Regions from separate parts of the Mus musculus genome. Here regions 1 and 2 are each linked to region 3. The links are chromatin contacts, called in public HiChIP or PLAC-seq maps. All regions are on one chromosome and are shown on one strand. Each heading gives the region's core, a stretch centred on a gene start, on an enhancer-like site or on the middle of the called end of the contact. The rest is flanking DNA. Distances are from core to core; before and after follow the strand shown.

Region 1 (2,816 bases), core at 7-2,506, 490 kb after region 3:
TTAGGGAAAGGCTGAAAGAAGCTGAGGAGGAGGGCTATCCTGTAGTCTCAATTAACCTGGACTTCTGAGACCTCTCAGATATTGGACCACCAACCAGACAGCATACACCAGCTGCTATGAGACCCCCAACACATATACAGCAGAGGACTGCCTGGCTTGGGTTCAGTCAGAGAAGATGTACCTATCCCTCAAGAAACTGGAGGCCCCAGGGAGTTTAAGGTCTGGTGGGATGGGGGCTGAGGGTTGGGGACATCCTCAAGGAGAGGGAGGGCAGGGAGGAGGTGATATGGGGTGTGAAACAGTCAGAGTGTGGACCAGGAGGGGGATAAAATCTGGAATGTAAAAAAAAAAAAAAGATTAAATGAAATTTTAAAAAAAGCTGTCTGGGATGATTTAACTTTACAGCATGCTATGATAAAATATTTTAAATGTTACTCCACTTGCTTGTGAATCTTCGTACTACTATTAAGGTGTGGCTTGAAATGTCCATTCTTCTTTAAGTTATTACTGCAACCTTAAGTCAAATTCTTGAGATTTTTTTGCCTCATATAATATGCCAGCTAACTGGTTTATCAATTTCCATTGTTGATTCATTAGTCTTCACATATCACTTAAAACAAACTTTTGTAAGTAGGAATGTAATTGTTATTGTGTCCCTACAGCCATTTTTAAAAAGAAATTAATGGCTTTCAAATGCCCACACTGTTAAATTGTGGAGTATGGCTCTACAGAGAACCACATAATAGAACTGGAGTAATAGATAAAGTTTTTGACAACAGTAAAAGGTTTGTGAATGTGTACTAACTGAAAAATAATGTTTAAAAAACCATTGTGTTCCTGCCCAGTGTTGCCTTCTATGATGCTACAGAGGCCTTGGATCTAAACATACATATGCACTTTGCTTATTCTGGTAACAGGGAGTCTAACTGAGACATGAACCCCCCCCCCCCACACACACACACACTCACACACACTCACACAAAAGAGCAAGTAAGAGAGAGAAAGGCATTACTTTCATCTGTAGTTTTCTACCTTGTGTCCCTAAATCTCATTTTAAGTGTACTGTAGTGTCCAACTTTAAAAGATTTAAATTTTTAATAACATAAAATTTAAATTCTATCAACTCTGAGTTCTTATAAGTACCCCAAAAAATAGGACAGAGAAAACATTGTTTTCAAAATTGAAGAAGTAAGGCATTGAAATGGATGATAACACCACAGTGGAACCAGTCAGGAAGTGAAGCTGAGCAACAGGAAGTCAGGAAGTGAAGCTGAGCAACAGGAAGTCAGGAAGTGAAGCTGAGCAACAGGAAGAGCGACTAGACAAAAATTCTCACAGAAAAGTAATAGTAGTGTTTGGTTAAACCTGCCCACGTGGCGTTTTGCTTTATAGAACATTTATGTGGGAGATATGTGAAAGACTTTGGAACTTTGGACTAAAAAATTTGATGCTTGCTCTTATTAAATTTTAACTGACTGTTTGTCTTCGTCAGGGTTTCTATTCCTGCACAAACATCATGACCAAGAAGCAAGTTGGGGAGGAAAGGGTTTATTCGGCTTACACTTCCATACTGCTGTTCATCACCAAGGAAGTCAGGACTGGAACTTAAGCAAGTCAAAAAGCAGGAGCTGATGCAGAGGCCATGGAGGGATGTTCCTTACTGGCTTGCTTCCCTTGGCTTTCTTAGCCTGCTCTCTTATAGAACCAAGACTACCAGCCCAGAGATGGTCCCACCCACAAGGGGACCACTCCCCTTGATCACTAATTGAGAAAATGCCTTATAGAGGGATCTCATGGAGGCATTTCCCCATCTGAAGCTCCTTTCTCTGTGATAACTCCAGCCTGTGTCAAGTTAAAACAAAACTATCCAGTACACTGTTCTACTAGGAGTAAGGATGATAGTAATACTGCAGGAAATGAGTATAGTGGACAGATAATATGGCTGGCCTTGAAAGGCTTTAGAGGCAAACATGCGCCCTTACCAGGAATTGAGCTAGGAGTCATTTATGCAATATTTTGGCAGGAATGTGGCTGTAGTCTTTCCCTAACTTTCGAATTTGAGGTGTGTTGAATTTAAAGATAAGAAACTAATTTGTTTGAGAAAAGAAATGTGCTTGGGTAAGCCTAAATGTCCAGACAAGGAGAATGCAGAGAAGCAAGTATCTACACTCTTCAAGAGATTAGTTTCACTCAAGAGAAACCTGGTGCTATATCCTGAGATAAGAGGAATGTATTCTTCAGAGTCAGCAACCAGATGTTGATGATGCTGTGTTAAAAGGAGGTCAGGTTACATACATCACCATCTGGCAGAATTTGATGGTACTGTTCACATATAGTTCTGATTTTGAAGGCATAAAAGACAAAATACTGAGGGAGTATAGAGAACTTCTGAGGCCCGCTGAACTCCATGCAGAGAGATTCTGAAATGCAACAGAGTATAGCTGTGATAGTTAGCACAGCAGAGGACCCAGTACATTAGAGATGTCAGAACTATGGCTCATCCTCCAAGAGTGCATGGGTGTGAAATGGAGCTACCTATACCTAAATGGAAATCTGTGTAATCCTGAAAGTGGCAAAGCATAAAGAATAGACTATTCATGTGCAGAATATGGAGCTGTAGGATTTAATGTTTTCCCTGATAATTGCTGGTTGCACTTCAGTGTGAAGAGGTGATTAACCTTGTAATCCCTTGATTCTTATGTTTGAAATGGGAATGTTTTCTCTGTCCTACTATTTTTGAACTTTTTAAGGTGTTGGAATTTTTAAAGCTATGGATCTTGTGAAGTTGGATACTATACTACACTAATATTATAAGT
Region 2 (2,820 bases), core at 92-2,591, 420 kb after region 3:
TCTGATATGCAGTTAATTCACTGTTGAAATAAGCAGCCTGTATCTTCTAAGTTAATTTAGTTTTGTTTCCTTGGAAACATGTATGGATTCCCTCTGTTCTGCTTCATTAGAGAACCCTGAGTAATAAAATCAATAAAAGCCAGCATTATATACTTTTAAATAGCATATTAAGATTTATATAGTAACTATGGTTCACCAATGTCTTAGATTTAACAAAAACTGGCATTTCGTAAGCTGAATGAAAATTTAGTCCTAAGAACATTCATAGTTTTTAGCAAATGTGTTTGTTCAGGAATGGGCTGTCTTTGGAGCAAACAGAATATGTATAGAAAGCAAATAAAATGAAAAAATAATGCAAACTACTGTATCACAAAACATCTTACTAGTGCCCATAGGCAAGTAGAAATCTACTTTGTAAGCTGCACTTTTCATTGGTTCTGCAGCTGAAAAAGCCTGAAGGACTTCATGATTTATTTAGATATCCCCCCCTAAGTATATCTAAGTGTATGATTCCCTAAGTGGGAAAGTGCCATGGTTTTCCGTTTACTGGCCACATAAAACACATATTGTCCTAAGAAAAGAGAGAGAAGAAAGCATGTAAGCAAGAGGAAAAGTTATTCCTGGCTTTCACGGCTGAAACAAATGATAGTAACCATCAAGAATAATGTTATGGCACAGAATGCTGTTCGCATCAGTTACAGCCTTCCAATCCAGTTATTTCTGCAGCTGCTTCAGTTATAGTTATAGTTTTGGTATTGAACATTTTATGGGTCCTCATTTTTCAAGCTCATGAGACTTACTATTTACTTTCTCTTATGTATTCACTAAAGAGAAATATTTCTCCATCATAAACATGTCTATTATTTTAGGGTTCTTTCAGTGGAAAAAATGAATAGCCACAGAGCTTCAACCAGATATTTATCTGGAATGCTATTGGCAGGGTAAGTACAGAAGACAAACTACTCTGTGCTAAGTGCGAAGAAAACAGATCCCCACTGTTTCATATAGACAGTAGGGAACTGCTCCCTTAATGTGAAGCTTCCTTTCCTATTTATAGCATGAAGCAAGTGCTTTGCTCCCAGCAGTGGTTTTGTAGAAAGACCACAGGAAGCATTCTATTTGCAACCTACAGAATCTAGGTAAAATGGAAGCTTGCAGATATACTTAAGAGGAGTTTTGGAACAACTACTATGGTTTTCATGTGCCACAATTTCATTTCAACTCACTTCATAATTTTTTTTCTGAGTTTCATTTGTGATTTCTTCTCTGGTAGTGGAGTCCACTGGCAAGGATGTGGTTTTAATTTGGGGGTGTCCTAATTTCATTTCTGTTTCTGCAATAAAATATCCTGACCAAAACAACAAAAGGAAGTAGGTCAGTTTGGCTTTCAGTTCTGAGTTATAGCCCATCATTGGAGGGAGGTTGACACAGGAACTTATAACAGTTAGAGCAGAGAAAAGAAAGTTCCATAATGCCTGCTTGTTTCCTTGCTTATACTCAGCAGTATATATTTTAGTAGAACAAAGCCAGGATAGTTGTCAAATCATTGTTTCTGTGACTGCTGTCTGCTTCTTCCATCCAATTAGTAGACAGAGCATGAGTTAATTTAAAGATCACTTATTAAAAAGTTAGACAACAATAACCAAAATGTGAGAGAAAGATAAAAAGAAAAACCTCCAAGACAGCCATTCCAACAAAGTGCAAATTTAACAGAGAAACATTAAAAACATCTCAAAGAGTAAGTCTACCAATTTAAAACACACTAGAAAACATTATCAGTAGACATGATCAAGAAAAAAAAATAATATCATGGATTGAAGACAAGACAAGGTCAAGGAACTATTCAGATTACAATAAAGAAAACAATAGTTTGCAATAGTATAACCAAAGCTTTCAAACATGGGGCATGAGCTGTTCTCTTAATTCTTAGTCTTTTTCTAAGAATGGACAGAGTAGAAGATGAAACTGAAATAAAAGCTAGCTATGTAATGAAATTATATAATAAAATCTCCCAGATATAAGGAAAGACAGGTAATGGACTACAGCTATAGAATGAAGATATAATATAAGCAGCAAGAGAAAATTCCAGCATACAAAGGCCAACTCCACAGAGGAACATCAGAGAGAAAGCCACAAAAGCTATGGTAGAATAGGAGAATGTATCTGAAAGAAATAATTTTCAAAACAAGACACACCAATAGATAAATAACATGATAGGGATTAATAAATCAAAGAACATATTACTTATCCATCTTAGAAATAATCAAACTTCTGAGACAAATAAGTTAGAGAAGAAATAAGAAATAATGTGTGACCTAACCAGGAAAAAATTACATAAAATTATAGAAGTTAGGAAATATTTCTAAACAACAAATATAAATGTTAATGTTCTTGACTCACCAACTAAATGGCAGAGACTAATCATTAGCTCTCCTCAAAACCAACATTGAGCTGTTTTTGCTTTCCATATCCAGAATATACAAGAAATCACAGAGGCATATGAGTACAGAATAGAATATTATATACAAAGAAAATTGAAGCAATGACCATACATGTTTAGCCATTCTCATATCCAGCAAACAAGAAATTAATGTAAGAATACCACAAAATTAAGCATCGCCACATATTAATAAAAACTGTAGATTGTCAGTATATAACAAATATAAATGTATATTTCTCCAAAAGTCGGTACCTCTAATTTCATAAATTTTGAGGTTCTTGTAGGATTATAAGCACATTTAACTAGTGCTTCTACATGTATATAAGACATGAACCTATTATGTGAGCAAGGAGAGTGTATTATTTCAGGATTTATTATTT
Region 3 (2,746 bases), core at 84-2,583:
CACAATTCAAACATTAAGCTTTATTATACGTATATATTATAAAAACAGAGTACACACATAGACATACACTTGCACATGCATGAAACATATGCACATGCACACACAGATGGTTTAATGCTGTCTGCAGTTTCCAGCATCCACTAGGGTTTTTGCAGTGTGCCCTTCAATGACAAAGAGGATAATTCTGTAAGTTTATTTTCACATTCATGTTTTATCTCTTTAATAATGTTGCTGCCAGACCTCAGGATAGTCTCACAGACTGGTACAAATGAACAAATTCATGATTGAATCTTTTTTGAGGTGTTAAAGGATGAGAAGTCACTGTTTGGGTCGGAGAGGAATGAAGCAATTAGGAGAGGATGAAGTAAAATATACTTAAAAAATAAAACAGAAAGAAATCTTCACATAGCTCTTGACCCTTGTGTGCTTCTGTGGCTGCCCCTCATGTGCCCTTGGGTATTTTCAGGTTTTACATTGGTGAAAAGAGAAAGAAACAGACATGGATCATTTGCTGAAGCTTATGTCTTAAATGAAAACATTTGAATTCTATTCTTTCCATGGTTTTCCCCTAATTACACTCATTAAAGATCCACAGCTTTCAACTCCAAGTTGGAATGGCTATGATAGAAGAAATATACCAGTGCCATGCTTACTGCCCAGTTTTTAAGGAAAAGCTCATCTTCTGCAGCTAAGGCCCACAGTCCTCACTAGCCAAGTGTCTGTAACTGCTTCAGAGGACTGTAGGGATGCAATGTAAGTTTATCAAAATTTCCTTAATGATCCAAGAGATATATGCAAGGATAATTATGTTTGCTTTTAAGTTTTAAAGTTTTTAAAAGGAAAATTTTAGATATCATGTAATTGTCTTTCTGTTTTAAAGACAACCACTTAGTTCAATGTGACACCATATAATTTTCATTAGCACCACAGCCATACTTAACGATAAACTCATCTCTTATCTAGTGTAGACCATATGCTTTCTGTCTAGTGTAGCCCATGGTAGATGTGTTCCCCATCCTTCCAATAATCTTGAGCAGTCTCACATCAGCACACACTTTGTAAATGAGGAGATGTACTTCCTGAGTGAATAAGCAACTTGCTCAAGGTTGAGCAACGAGAGCCAAGTTTTTAATCTCTCCACACACTTCAACATTCTATTTTGTGAAGTCAATAAATTATAAAATAAACAAGGTTCCTAGAAATTTCAGGAAACTTGAATAGTTGGTGTGAAAAACATGTACTTTTTGTTCCCTGAATAGTCAAAATTTATGGTCGAGGTAAAAGCCGGTTCTTTAGGGTCTATCTTGAGTTGTGCAATGCCTGAAGATACCTCTAGGTGGCATTGGCAGGCCAAATGCATAGCAGAGAAAAAAAATACACAAATGAAGATAAAACAACATAGAAAAAAAGGAAGAATTTTTGTTACAAATGATCAGAGACTCCCATTAGGTGAGCTTATTTTCATACTTAACCTATTTACAAATACATGTGTAAAAGCCAAGTTTGCAGTAGCCAAATACATTTCCCCTTTTCTCAGAGAAGTTTTGAAAAAGAAAGCTTTCTTTTGTTAGTCCCAATGACATAATTCCAATACTACATGCCTCTGCTTAAAAGTGTTTTTCTTTTCTTTTTCTTTTTCTCCATTTGTTTGTTTTAATTTAGCACCAAATATAAACCTGTTTAACTCTATAAGGGGTGTGATTAAGATGTGAGTTTTCTTTCTTTTTTAAAACTTAAATGTATTTTCAAAACTCACAGCAGTCACGTTCTTGATAACAGAATCACAGGTTTGGTTTCTCAGTTTCTGTATCCTCCTAAAGTGGTGAGCTGAGAGTTACTGAGCTTCAGGTGGGAGTGGCCCTTCTATGGACAGCTTAGCATGCTTGTCTTCTGACTGTGAATGTCTGCATTCAGAGTTCTCAAGGTTGCCTAAGGACACTGATGCATAATTTATAAAAATTAAGCTTCCATGGTAGATGGCCACATGACAAAAGAGAAGTCTTATTCAATCACCTACTTTTGTCCCCTTACTTCAATCTCTGGGAGGCCATTTTGAGTTCCTTTAAGTACATCTTATCAAGATTACAAAGATTTTGAAACCTAAGGGGGTTAATGTTTCACTCAGCTTGTTCATTTATTCTGCATTATGCTCTTCTTCATAGGTTATATCTTCATATATACACATACAAGCACAAACCCATACACACACACACACAAACACACACACACTAAGATAGCTACAAAGTATATGTCTCTTCTAGACACCTTAGGATAAAAGACCAGAGTAATTTAAACCATGTAAACTGAGACACACCTATAAACCCAAGTTCTTGGGAGTCTAAGACAGGGAGATCCGAAGTGTTAAGCTGGCCTGGAATACAGAGTAAAGGCCCATCACAGAAAGCAAACAAATGTAAAGGAAACACTGAGGTAGTCATTCTTAAGTGGCCACACACTCAGAAAGGGTGTCCAGGACAAGGCATGTTTGTGTTTGCTGTGCCACTTAGCACAGTGGGTGCTACTCCATCATCAGACTTCAGCAAATATGGTTGATCACAGTCTACAAATGGAGGATCATGACATTAGCAACAGTGATGAGATAAATAAAATAAGTATGGGAACGAGTGAAGAAAGAAAGGAGAAAACTAGGAAAGGAATGATGAAGTCAAAGGACGAGCAGTTGAAGATCTCTAACAATTATGAAGCATAAAATTCTAATTTGCAGCACTCTTTTAATTTAGTGACA

What was found. HiChIP or PLAC-seq counts read pairs in DNA pulled down with a chosen protein or histone mark.
Region 1: a RAD21 HiChIP or PLAC-seq map of pro-B cells shows a contact between it and region 3, with 6 times the contacts expected there. The contact joins two enhancer-like sites. A contact is called at or near these places in 2 of 15 datasets of contacts at CTCF or cohesin (large pre-B cells and pro-B cells).
Region 2: a contact with region 3 is called in a RAD21 HiChIP or PLAC-seq map of pro-B cells, with 8 times the contacts expected there. The contact joins two enhancer-like sites. A contact is called at or near these places in 1 of 15 datasets of contacts at CTCF or cohesin (pro-B cells) and 1 of 115 datasets of contacts at active chromatin or transcription factors (embryonic stem cells).

The regions. Positions count from the first base shown.
Region 1 is chr2:15,823,996-15,826,811 of GRCm38.p6, reverse strand. All of the region lies in intron 20 of Malrd1 (MAM and LDL receptor class A domain containing 1), which reads right to left. Among named protein-coding and RNA genes, the nearest start is that of Gm37416, 200 kb to the left of the region's middle. Within about 2 kb of position 1,256, at least 1 of the 459 cell types and tissues checked has an H3K27ac peak or open chromatin away from gene starts, as enhancers often do. A contact at or near this core is called in pro-B cells, where this site is marked.
Region 2 is chr2:15,892,167-15,894,986 of GRCm38.p6, reverse strand. All of the region lies in intron 25 of Malrd1 (MAM and LDL receptor class A domain containing 1), which reads right to left. Among named protein-coding and RNA genes, the nearest start is that of Gm37416, 130 kb to the left of the region's middle. Within about 2 kb of position 1,341, at least 6 of the 459 cell types and tissues checked have an H3K27ac peak or open chromatin away from gene starts, as enhancers often do. A contact at or near this core is called in pro-B cells, where this site is marked.
Region 3 is chr2:16,311,173-16,313,918 of GRCm38.p6, reverse strand. No RefSeq gene overlaps it. Among named protein-coding and RNA genes, the nearest start is that of Plxdc2, 44 kb to the left of the region's middle. Within about 2 kb of position 1,333, at least 3 of the 459 cell types and tissues checked have an H3K27ac peak or open chromatin away from gene starts, as enhancers often do. A contact at or near this core is called in pro-B cells, where this site is marked.